Linked DNA regions of Sus scrofa: region 2 is linked to region 1. A link is a contact called in public HiChIP or PLAC-seq data. All regions are on one chromosome and are shown on one strand. The core of a region is the stretch at or near the end of the contact, and the rest is flanking DNA. Distances in the headings are between cores, read along the strand shown.

Region 1 (6,035 bases), core at 2,579-5,078:
AGGTGGGTCCCTCCCTTCAGGTCCGTCCCAGACCCTCAGGACGTGACCTTGCTTGGAAAGAGGGTGGCCATGCTGGGTAGGGTGTCTTAGAGCAGAGGGGGGCCGGGAACACACACATGGGAAGACAGTGGAGATGGAGGCAGACACTGGAGCAATGCACCTGCAAGGCAGAGGCCAGGCAGGGTTGGGCACTCCAGAAGCTGAGAGAGGCTCCTGTGCCCGAGAGCCTTAGACAGCATGGCTCTGCCGACACTGTGATTCTGGATTTCCCGCTGCAAGCACTGAGAGAATAAATTTGGTCCAAATATCACCGAGAATGGGAAACGGGGATGGTAGCCCCAGGAAATGAGGAGAGAGATGAACTGACCCCTCCTGCTGGCAACAACAGCTCGCCAGCAGGGGGCGCCCATCCGGGGAGTCTTCCTCCAGCTGCATGGGACATCTTGACGGCAATCTCACGACAGCCCCTGCGCCAGAACGGCCGGCTAAGTTGCTCCTCAACTTCTGTCCACATGGAAACAGACATGTTCATTGGTGGGTTTTTTTTGGGGGGGGTTGTTTTTGTCTTTTTAGGGCTGCACCCGTGGCATATGGAAGTTCCTAGGCTAGGGGTTGAATCTGAATTGCAGCTGCTGGCCTACACCACAGCCACAGCAACAACACCGGATCCAAGCTGCATCTGCACACTACACTACAGCTCATGGCAACACTGGGTCCTCAACCCACTGAGTGAGGCCAGGGATCGAACCCTCATCCTCTGGATACGAGTCAGGTTCATTACTGCTGAGCCATGAGAGCAGCTCCTTCATCCCTTTGCTTTTTGTAAAAGAAGCCACGTCATTGGTTTTGCAGATTCACCCTCAGTCTGGAATTTACTGGTGGACTCTCCATCATCAAAGTGATTCAAATATCTCTGTGAGGTTTGGATTCCTTGTAAACGGGTGGGTAGAGAAGCGTGTCAGACTCCGGGTTTTTAGTTTGACTCTGAAGGGTCTTTGTTGGAGGCGGCGCTCTGTATCCCTGTCTGGGGGAGGGAATCTGTCTGCAGAGAGCAGCTGGCTGACTGTCCTTGCTGAGACTCATTAGGCGGCACAGCAGTAACATTTCTATTCTTTTATTCCTTCAAATGTCTCATAGGCTGAAACCCTGGGAATCATGCTTGTGGGAGCACAGGGTATAAAGCGAGAATCACAAAGGTCATGTGTGTGATGAATGCTCAGATCGGGAGCACGTCCGCTGGCTGCTGCTCTGCTGTCTCTGTCCACTAAGCTTTAAATGATGTGCTGTCACTCTGCCGCCTGCTCTAATGGCTTATCCTCCTCCACTACCCTCACCTCTCAGGGCGAATGGAAATTAGCTCCATTTTTATCCTTGACCTTGAATCATCTGATGCTGCTCCCATAAATCTGGGTCTGGGTGAATCTCGGCCCCACAGCTCAGTAGCTCTGACCTTGGCAGCTCTTCTGAGTCGCCTCGTGGGAAGGTGTGGCCGAGCATCCTCTGCAAGGCCACCCAGGGCTGCCGCCGGACGACGCTTATCAGCACTGCCGCCCTGCCAGCTGGGCACGCGGGCCGCATTCCCGTCCTGCGCTGGAAGCGGGGTGCACTCAGGTGTATGAGGGCCTAGAATAAACGGGTGAAGAATCGAATCGCTGTCGCTATAGTCCTCCAGTAGGTTATTGGGAATCACTGATGACTCAAAAAAGTGCTAATTTTTTTTCTTTTTAGGCCGTGCCTGCGGCGTATGGGAGTTCCCAGGCTAGAGGTCGAATCCGAGCTGCAGCTGCCGGCCTATGGCACAGCCTCAACCACACCGGATCTGAGCTGCCTCTGCAACCTATGCTGCAACCTGCAACGGCGGCTTAACCCACTGAGCAAGGCCAGGGGTCGAACCCGCCATCCTCTCGGACACTATGTAGAGTTCTTAACCCACTGAGCCACAACGGGAATTCCAAATTTTATTTTTATTTATATTTATTTTATGGTTGATTTATATTAGAGTGTACAACAGTGATTCAGTATTTTTTAGATTATATTCCACTTAAAGTTACGAATAAAACATTAATAAAATACACTGGGCGTGTGCGTGCTGAAGTGGGAGGGGCAAGTGCCTCCCGGAAGGAAGGACCTGGGGTTCCCAGAACAAAGAGGGAAGTGCCGCTGGGATGGAAAGACCTGGTGAGAACCACCCCCACCCCGGCCCTGGCAGCTGGGGTTGCCCACTGCCCTCTTAGGTGGGGCCAGCACCGAAGCAACCGGTTCCATTATCGCAGACTTCTTCCCCCAGAAAGTGATCCGATTTCAGTTACTGAAGCCCTAGTTTCATAGCAGAAGTGACAGTTACTGAATGAATGTTCGCACTGTGCTGGGTGTGTTACTGGGATCCCTCCAGCTATTTAATCCTCCCCACAGCCCTACGGGGAGTGACAGTGACAGAGCCCAGATCGGGACCCAGAGGCTGGCTTCAGGGAGCCCTCTCGTTGCAGTCCCCCGTGTCCCCCTGGATTCGGATGCGGGCACATGTCCCTGTCCCTGTCCCCTCTTCCTCCAGCCACCTCGCACTTCCCTTGCTGATCTTCGAGGTCTGATCTTCGGGAGATGGCAACTACCTGTGATGGTGAAATTTCTGGGCAAATGGGGTGCTTTACAAACTCAACACTTTTCATTTATGCATTTTTCTACTTGACTAAAATAAACGGCTTTCCACAGGGACGAAAGCAGAACTATTAGTGAGATAATTCCATGTGAGAAAGCCTTAGAGTGTTTCTGTTCTGGGAACAGCAGCCACCCCCCACCAGGCCTTGTTTCGATGTGTGACAGCGCAGCGGACCCGCCAGTAACGGGATGTTCCAGTTGTGCTCAGGACGCAATGATTACAATAGCAGAGGGAGCTGACTACAGCTCAAGAGGAGTTCCCCGGGAGCGCCCACTGTGGCTCAGTGATAACGAACCCCGCTGGTATCCATGAGGACGGGGGTTTGATCCTTGGCCTCGCTCAGTGGGTTAAGGATCTGGCATGGCCGTGAGCTGCGGTGTAGGTCACAGATATGGCTGGGATCTGGCATTGCTGTGGCTGTGGTGGAGGCCAGCAGCTACAGCTCCGATTCAACCCCTAGCCTGGGACCCTCCATATGACATGGGTGTGGCCCTAAAAAGACCAAAATAAATAAATAAACAAATAAAAAAGAAGAAGAGTCCAGGACAATTATGCGTCCTTTGTGGGAGCAAAAACATCGGGCAGTGCCTGGCCCTTCAAACCCGGCTGGAGGGCCGGAGCAAGAGGAGTTGCAGGCGGAGCACGTGGGCCCCTCCTGCCACAGTGATGCCCAGAGAGCAGGAAGCCAAGGGGAGGAAGCAGCCACAGGCTGAGGAAGCCCAGAGCAGAAGAATGGGGGATGGTGGCTCGGCAGGGGGGTCCTCAGCCTGCAGGGACCTAGAGCCCGTCCACGGCTGTGGGATGGCAGCACCCACATCCCTCAGACAGGAGACGCCTCCCCATCTGCCCGGTGGCATCACAGCCTCCTCCCCTTCCCAGCACCAAACTGGAGCTTCTTTCCTGGAAAGTGCTCTGGGCTCTGGCCCAGAGGACACGAGACTCAGTGGAAGGTTGCAGGGCCGTCCAGGGAAGGCGGCTGCCCAGCTTTCTTCCGCACAGGGTCCCTCCTGCCACCTGCAGGCACTGATCTCAGCCCCTCCCCCGCTGGAAGGTCCAGCCCGCTCTCACCACACGGACCAGAACGTCCAATCGGCTTCTACAGCACGTAACTAGCGGACCCTCTAGTAGCAAAGATAAAAACGAAAGCCAAGCAACGGGAAAAGCAGTTCAGATAAACCGAAAGGGAAGCCAAGCATGGCCGGAAGACGGCCCTCCCCCTGAGTGGTCTCTGCAGGTCTAGACTGGCCGTCTGGGAGCAGAGGATCCAGGGGGAGGAAGACAGGAGCTTTCCTCCAGGGTGGGGGGCCCAGGGCGGCCAGGTCCAGCCTGGCACGCATCAGAAAATGAATCCCCAGACCCCACCCCAGCCCTGCTAATCAGACACTAGCCTAGCAGTCCGCGTCCTATCAAACTCTCCACTGGTTTGCCGAGCCCGGTCCGAGCCCCTCCTCCCCTCCCCCGCGTCCCGGGGACACAGTCGCACTTCCTCTTCCCTCAAATCACAGGCCGCCTCCGCCTCCACTTCCACTCAGCAGACGCTGCCTCACTTCCCACTTCACGGAGGAGCGCGAAGAGGTCGGGGACGTGGGCGGCTCCCTCCACCAGCACCCACCCTCCGCCTGCGTGCCAGCCCCGTGCCCTCTGCCTACCTGAAGCCATCCCTGCAGCCTGCCCCCCTTTCTGTCCTGCATCACTTTTCTAGAACGCTCCCATTGGATCACATGCACTGATTTACAAACACACTGCTATTTTTCTCGGGGGGGGGGGGAGCTTTTTCTTTCCTCGCACCAACTATGGCCCCATTTCTTCCGCCTCGTTTGCACCAAAACTCCTGCAAAGTGGGGTCTGTGCTGCTCATCCATTCGCCAAGGACTTCCAGGCAGCTGAACCCGCGGGCAATTCTTAGCCTCTCTTAGGTTTCAGGGTCGCCCGAAACAGCGGGTCACGCCCTCTGCACACATGCGCGTCCCTCACTGGCCCCCAGGAGCACAGACCCCACTGCTGCTTCTCACGCTCCTTGTCTGAGCACACTCCTCCCAAGTTCACGGCCCTGAAGGCTCTGCCTTGGCCCCTTCCTCGCTGGTTCCTGTTGCCCTCACTCCCTGAGTGAGCTCTCCCACCTCACTCTGCTGCAAAGAATCAACATGCAAATGACTCCAGAGAGGACACTCCTCTCCAAACTCCAGCCGTCCCTGGGACCTCAGACTCCTCGTGCCCAAGTGGACCCCGCTCCGCTGATGGGCCTCTTCCACGTCTCAGCCTGTCCTGGCGCTCTGCCCCTGCCAGGAAAGCCTACTGGCTCCAGGGCACGTCTGGACTCTGGGCACTCTTGCCACGCCCACTTGCACTCACACCGGGACCAGCCTTCCGCTATCCTGCGTCCACCCGCTGTTCCTGCAGGATGATAATGCATCATCAGATGGTGTTCTTCGCCTACGCTCTCCCATGGCTCTACTTCGCCCAGAGCCACGGCCAAAGGGCGCAGAACAGTCTCCCAGGCCCCTCTACTGGCTCACTCTGCTCTTGGACACCCAAGCGCCTCTGCCTGGGCACGCCCTCTGTCCTGTGCCCTTTCCACAGATATGCATCTGGGCCACTCCTTTAAATTACTTCAACCCTTTAAATTACTTCAAGTCTTGGCTCAAGTGTCCCTGTCTCCGGTCTTACTCTGACCACCCTATTTAAAACAGGAATTTGTGGGGATCTCTTGTGGCCCCTCCGGTCTCCTGTCACTGTTGTGGCGCCGGCTTGATCTCTGGCCTGAGAACTTTCATGTTGAAGTGTGGCGCCTCCCAAATAAACCGCAGTAATTTGTGTTCCCTCCAGCACTGTCAGTCCCTCTTATTTAAAAATTTTTTTCCACATTATTCATATGAGAAAATCTGCTTATTTATGCTTATTGTTTGTTGCTCCCTGTTATTCTGCAAATTCTACAAGGTAAGACTTTATGGCTGTCTTGTTCATTGATGGATTCCAAGTGCCTAGAATAAGGTGTGGCATTGAATAAGCACCTAATGACTATTTGCTGAATAAATGAACATCTTTAAGGAGATCAGATATTGCAACAAGAAATAAGAGATGAGTTCCCATTGTTGGTCAGCAGGTTAACCAACAGTGGCCGTGAGGATGTAGGTTCAAACCCTGGCCTCACTCAGTGGATTAAGGATCCGGCATTGCTGCAAGCTGCGGCACAGGTTGCAGATGCAGCTCAGATCTGGTGTTGCTGTGGCTGTGGCGAAGGTCTCAGGTGCAGTTCCATTTCGATCCCTAGGCTGGGAACTTCCATATGCCGCAGGTGTGGCCCTAAAAATAAAAAAAAAAGGGTCAGGGAGGGAGTGGGATGGACTGGAAGTTTGGGGCAGTAGATGCAAATTATTGC
Region 2 (6,035 bases), core at 1,846-4,345, 98 kb before region 1:
GATGGACTGAGAGCTTGGGGTTAGTGGATGCAAACCATTGCATTTGGAGTGGATACGCAATGAGATCCTGCTGCATAGCACAGGGAACTATAATCACTTGTGATGGAACATGATGGAGGATAATGTGAAAAAAGAATGTGTATAAATACATAACTGGGTCGCTTTGCTGTACAGCAGAAATTGACAGAACACTGTAAGTCAACTATAATACACATTTTTTTAAAAAAAGGAAAAGAAACGGGGGACCCAGAAGGGGTTTGTACCCAGGAAAGCCCTGTAGGGTCCCACTTGGTTTCACGGATTTATTTTTCCCCTTTATAAGAGTGCACTGCTTTGCCTGCTGGGCCTGGCCCATGGCTTGCTGTGGTAGTATGCCTCAAATTGCAGTTCTTGGCTGATCCTGAATAAACCCATCTTTGCTAGAGAAATAACTGGGAGTCTTATTTGTTTCAGGTCAACAACCCAGGAGTAAGGGAACCAGCAGAATGACAAAGTTGCTTCAAAGGAGAATGCAGACCAACTGACTGTATATACACCCTGTGAAAAAGGAGAAAAGGAAACGCTTGGGATAAGACTGATAAATCAGACAGAGAACTGGTTAAGGTGCGGGGCCTGGCAGAGGTCATCTGCATTTTTACAGGATAAGATCATTTACATCACCATTGGAAAAAAAAACCCCTGCATCTTATTAATAACAAAGATCATGCTTAGTTTTCTACAAGTTAACTTCTGCCCTTAAAAGAGTAATAGGAGTTCCCACTGTGGCGCAGTGGGTTCGTGATCTGGGTGTTGTCTCTGTGGTGGCAAGGGTTCCATCCCTGGCCTGGTACAGTGGGTGGGGATCCAGCACTGCCACAGCTGTTTCACGGGCTGCACCTGAGGCTCGGATTTGATCCCTGGCCCGGGAACTCCCATGTACTGCGGGGGGGGAGGGGGGAGAGAAAGAAAAACAACAAACAAACTAAAAAACAAAAAACAAACAAACAAAACCCAATCTCAACAAACTGCCCAAAAAAGAGTAACAAAATGCCCTTATTTGGGGAGTTCCCGTTATGACTCAGTGGGTTATGAACCTGACTAGTATCCATGAGGATGTGGGTTCCATCCCTGGCCTTTCTCAGTGGGTTAAGGATCTGGCGTTGCCGTGAGCTGTCGTGTAGGTCACGGATGTGACTTGGATCTGGCGTTGCCGTGGCTCTGGTGTAGGCTGGCAGCTGCAGCTCTGATTTGACCCCTAGCCTGGGAACGTCCATATGCTGCACTTGAGACCATAAAAAGAAAAAAAAAGCCCTTATTTTAAATAGCAAGTCAGGAGTTCCCGTCGTGGCGTAGTGGTTAACAAATCCGACTAGGAACCATGAGGTTGTGCGTTCGATCCCTGGCCTCGCTCAGTGGTTTAAGGATCGCAGACATGCCTCGGATCTCGAGTTGCTGTGGCTGTGGTGTAGGCCGGTGGCTACAGCTCCCATTAGACCCTTAGCCTGGGAACCTCCATATGCTGCAGGAGCGGCCCTAGAAAAGGCAAAAAGACAAAAAAAAAAAAAAAAAAAAAAAATTAAATAGCAACTCAAAGTTACTAGAATCCAAAGACCCTTGGTGGTCTCGTCTGAAGGTGCGTAACTATGACAACGCAGGCCAAGGACATCTTTTTTGCTTTACTTGCAAGTTCTGGTTCCAACGGGTGGGGTCTGGTGGTACAGGTTTTATAGCCATCAGATGAGTTCATGTGTTGAAGTCTGAAAAGTGTTTGTGAGACATGAGGAATGGGGGCAGGGCACAACCCTCAAAGAAGGACACATCCATTGAGAAAAACTGGATACGATAAAAAAAACTTGCGTTAGAACTGATAAAGCCCAAAATGGCAGAAGCGTCAACTTCCGCCTCATTATATGCTCAGTGTAATTCATTAGCTTCTAAATGACATACTCACAGGCGCTGTGGCAGTTCTGAGGCTGACCATAAAAGGCCAAAAAGTGGGCAGTGGCCCAGCTCCTGGAAATCCCCTCCCCTTCCCCAAAACAGGTGGAGCTGGAATAATCCTCTCACTGGTTAGTCTTTGAAATTACTCAGCCCGTAAACACTAACCAGCCCGTATTTCAGGCCACTTTCACCTTTTGAGACAGATGGCATTCTGCCCACAGAATGAGTGTCTCTCAATAAATCTACATCTTACCTAGCACGTTGCCTCTCACTGAATTCCTTCTGCACTGAGAAATAAAAAACCCGAGCTTCAAAGTCTGAGATGGGTTGTGGGGTTTCGGGGGAAGATGGTGGCTTCATTTGGGACTTGCCTTGGGTGACATCTACTTCCCTGACCCCCTCCCTTCACCTCCAGTTCAAGGGTAGGGTCATGTCCTTTATGCTCCGTTATTATCCTCTACCCCTGGTCTCAGCACTGGGCACTTGGCACCTACTGGTGTAGGTGATTCCCTCTCTCTTTAGACACCAGGCGGCGTTTTCTCACCCCCGCTACGTACTGGCCCTCCAGCTCAGGATCTGGTGCAACAAGTTCAATAAATTCTTGGTGAATAACTGCACAAATGAAGTGGGATCTGAGCCATGTTGTGAAAAAAATATGGGGAGTGCGAGGTAGCGGGGGTGGATGGGCAGCTCAGCAGAGGTGAAGGGCATGGCGAACTCACCAGTGGAGGGGTGGGCTTCAACTGCCCAGCCAATCGTGGGGCAGTGGGGCACTGCCAGAGCTGGAGGATGCAGGCATGAAAGCACCACACCGGAGTGAGAGGGGAGGCGCCGGGGCCGGTCTGCCTTCTCATCCTTTGGCCGTCCTTGCTGTCACACGTGGGGAGGGCGCACGGCCCCAAGCTGCGCGGGGACTGGAGGGACCCTGAAGACCCTGGAGGCACCCCGCCCAAGACAGAGCAAAGGGTCCCCGTACAGCCGCCTCCCTCCAGAACACGCCTCACCGCGCGCAGACTTGGCTTCCTTTAAAAACCTTACTGGCCTGTGCAGGAGTGACCGGACCGTCTCCTCCGAGGGCAGAGCCGTCTGGCGGCTACTCTCCCGCTAGCCGCCGCCGGGAGACTCTCTGCGGGCTCCGGCGCGTGCACTCCGACCGGGCCGACGCCGGCACCCCGTGGATGTAGCCGGGGGCGCGCGAGCCGGGCGCGCGCCAGCTGGGGGCGCGCGTGCCGGGGGCGGAGCGGGGCGAGGGCTTGCGCGGAGCTTCCCGGCTCCGCGTGTGCCCGCGCGCCCCTGCGCCCCGGGGGCCTGATCCCGCCCGTCCGCCCGCCTGCTGGCCGCCGCTCCAGAGCCTCGCCGCGGACCGGCGCCTGCGACCCGGAGGACGCGCAGCCATGGGCCGCCTGCCCGGGAGGGTGGCGGCGCTGCTGCTTGGGCTGCTCGTAGAGGTAGGGCCGGGCCGGGCCGGGCGGGGCTGAGCGGGAGCGGCACCGAGGCGCCCGGGAGACCGTCTGCCCGAGCCCCGAGGGCTGAGGGCCGAGGGGCAGCGCCTCACCCACCCGCCCGGATCCCGGTGCGGAAGGCGTCGATCGGAGCCCTGGTGGCGGGGTCGCCCCCGTCCTCCCCTCTCTTCTCACGCCCCTCCATCCCCCCGACCGCGTTACGGATTCTTGCGCGTCGGGAGGACACGGGAGCCCCCTTTGCGGGCCGTGCGCCCCTTCCCCTGCCCGAGGGCCCCGGCTCGGGGTGGGGTGAGGGTCCCAGGAGTGGCGCAGGCGCAGAGTTGGGGCGCCCAGCGGTTTGGGGCTGGGGCGGGGGCGCCTCCGGGTCGAGGTGCGAGCGAGCGGAGACGTGGTTGTCGGCAGCGTCATGGGGCCGCGAGGGAGATGGCGGGGCTGAGCGGGAGGAAAGGTCCCCGCTGGTGAAAACGATGCGCGAAGTGCTCAGACGCGAGGGAAGGACCCCGGAGAGCTGGGGTGGTGGGTGTGGCCTTTTGGAGCCGAGACAGAGGACTTGTTGAAGCCACCACGGAGGAAGCGCTGCCGGCCGCAGCCTCGTGGGGACCTCGGCCGCCCCTGGCTGGAAAGTTGCATCCTGGTTGGGGACCACCCCCTTCTCGCTAAAGCGGGTTCTTTAAAATGTGAGCTGGTGGGGTTCTGGGGTGTGGCCTGGACTAGGCTTATTCCACTCCTTACTCAGCTTTATTGTTTTGAAGGGACTTTTGTTAAATTAGTGAAGTCAAAGTGAATGAGTGATGAGAGTCTTACGTTTGTGTCTTTTCTATTTTGGGTAGTAAAACTCTTTTCTTTAATAGTTGGGTGTTGTCCTGGAAATGACTCCTTGGTTTCCCTCCTTTATTATTTATTTATTATCTTTTTAGGGTCGCACCTGCGGCATATGGAAATTTCCAGGCTAGGGGGCCAAGCGGAGCTGCACCTGAGGGCTGTGCCACGGCCACAGTAACTTGGGGTCCCAGCTGTGTCTGCGACCTGCACCACAGCCACAGCAACATGGGATCTGAGCCACATCTGTGACCTACAGCACAGCTCCCTGGCTACTCCGGATCCTTAGCCCACTGATGGGGGCCGGGGATTGAAGCTGCGTTCTCATGGATGCTAGTTGGGCTTGTTACCGCTGAGCCACAATGGAAACTCCAGTTTCCTTCATTTATAAAGAATTAAATTAAGTCATTAAGAACGAAATTCAGAGAGTCAGTCTTAACTCTCCTGGAAGGAGGGCTGATGGAAAGGTTTCTCGAGCCTGGCTTGGCCATAGCAAAGACTTCCTGGTTTTGTTCTTCTATCTCCCTGGCTGAGCGGTTCGTGTTTTTGTGGACTGCCCTCCACTTGCCTTCTTTTAATTTATTCGGGATTCTATGACCTTAGGAATCACATCTCCCAGGTCGTCACTGACGCAGTAACAGAGAAGTGAAACTGAGACCACTATTCACAAAGAAACAGATGCGTCTGTACCTAGGCATACAGTCTCCCCAACTTTTAAATCCGCCCTTGCTGAAATCATCTAGCGTTTCATTGGTTGTAACCTCCCTAAGGTCATTTTTTATTAGTTTATTTTTAATTTTTTACATTTTATGGCTGCATCCGTGGCACGTGGAAGTGCCCCAGGCCAGGGATTGAATCCAAGCTGCAGCAGTGAACCTTCGAGGCACCTGCGGCAACACGTGATTCTTTAACCCACTGCGCCAGGCCAGGGATTGAAACCATGCCCCTGCAGCGACCCCAGCTGCTGCAGTTGAATTCTTAACCCACTGTGCCACCGTGGGAACTCCTCCCCAAGGTCCTTAGTGTGTGTGGTGCTGTGCCCCGTATGTAGCCAAGACTGCCTCAGGGACCCAGTTCTTTCCAAAGTAGATGCTGTGTTGCATAGGAATGTCGACTGAGACACAACACACAACCTAAAAGTTAAGGATTATGTTTCATTCCTCAGAGATACTCAGGACATAAGCCCTGGAGACAGGCTCCCAGGTCGCTCTGAGCGACTGTTCCAAAGAGGTCAGGGAGGAGTCAGGATATATGGGAGTTTTTGCAAAAAACAACCAAAAAAAAAAAACCCAGAAAACACACACACACAAACCATCCCCCACCAAACCAAAGACCAAAACCTCACAAAACCAGGTAGTTGGAAAGTCAAAAGATTATGGTTAATTAAAGAAAACCAGACATCTCAAGTGAATGAATTTAGTGCTTTTATGGGAAGATGGAAGTGTTTGGGCTCATTGAAGTCACTCCTTGACGTGCACCTTGACTGCTTAGGGCAACCAGCTTTTCTCCATCCTGACTCCCCTCAGGGCGCAGTGGCTGATGGCTACGTGGGTACAACATCCTTTGTTTACTGCTATGGCAGGTGACATTCTTCGTCCACAGGAATTTATCATCTTCATACAGAGTTCAGATCACGCCGGAAAGGTTGAGGCGATCTTAAGCAGAACTGTGACAACATGAATTCAAATGACGAAATTGGTGCTTTCACAAAGTCACATATCTAGATGATGGATAATTTTTGTTTTCATGGGATGATAGCCCTTTTTTTCCGTAATTGTCCCAGGCACCCGTGTTTTTAGAAGTGATTTTTATTTTTCATTGTAGTTGGTTAAC

The links. HiChIP or PLAC-seq counts read pairs in DNA pulled down with a chosen protein or histone mark.
Region 2: a contact with region 1 is called in an H3K27ac HiChIP or PLAC-seq map of skeletal muscle. The contact joins the promoter of VOPP1 here to the enhancer-like site in region 1. A contact is called at or near these places in 7 of 47 Hi-C or Micro-C datasets (alveolar macrophages, brain, embryonic fibroblasts and 3 more) and 2 of 2 datasets of contacts at active chromatin or transcription factors (alveolar macrophages and skeletal muscle).

Annotation. Positions count from the first base shown.
Region 1 is chr18:48,593,409-48,599,443 of Sscrofa11.1, reverse strand. No RefSeq gene overlaps it. Among named protein-coding and RNA genes, the nearest start is that of LANCL2, 46 kb to the right of the region's middle. Within about 2 kb of position 3,828, at least 49 of the 83 cell types and tissues checked have an H3K27ac peak or open chromatin away from gene starts, as enhancers often do. A contact at or near this core is called in alveolar macrophages, brain, omental adipose tissue and 1 more, where this site is marked.
Region 2 is chr18:48,690,918-48,696,952 of Sscrofa11.1, reverse strand. VOPP1 (vesicular, overexpressed in cancer, prosurvival protein 1) reads left to right here and starts at 3,095. Exons shown (of 5, transcript XM_021079345.1): 1 at 3,095-3,368. The coding sequence starts at 3,315. LOC106506850 (a long non-coding RNA gene) reads left to right here. Exons shown (of 2, transcript XR_001302456.2): 2 at 454-719. It also overlaps a transcript of PGAM2 not described here.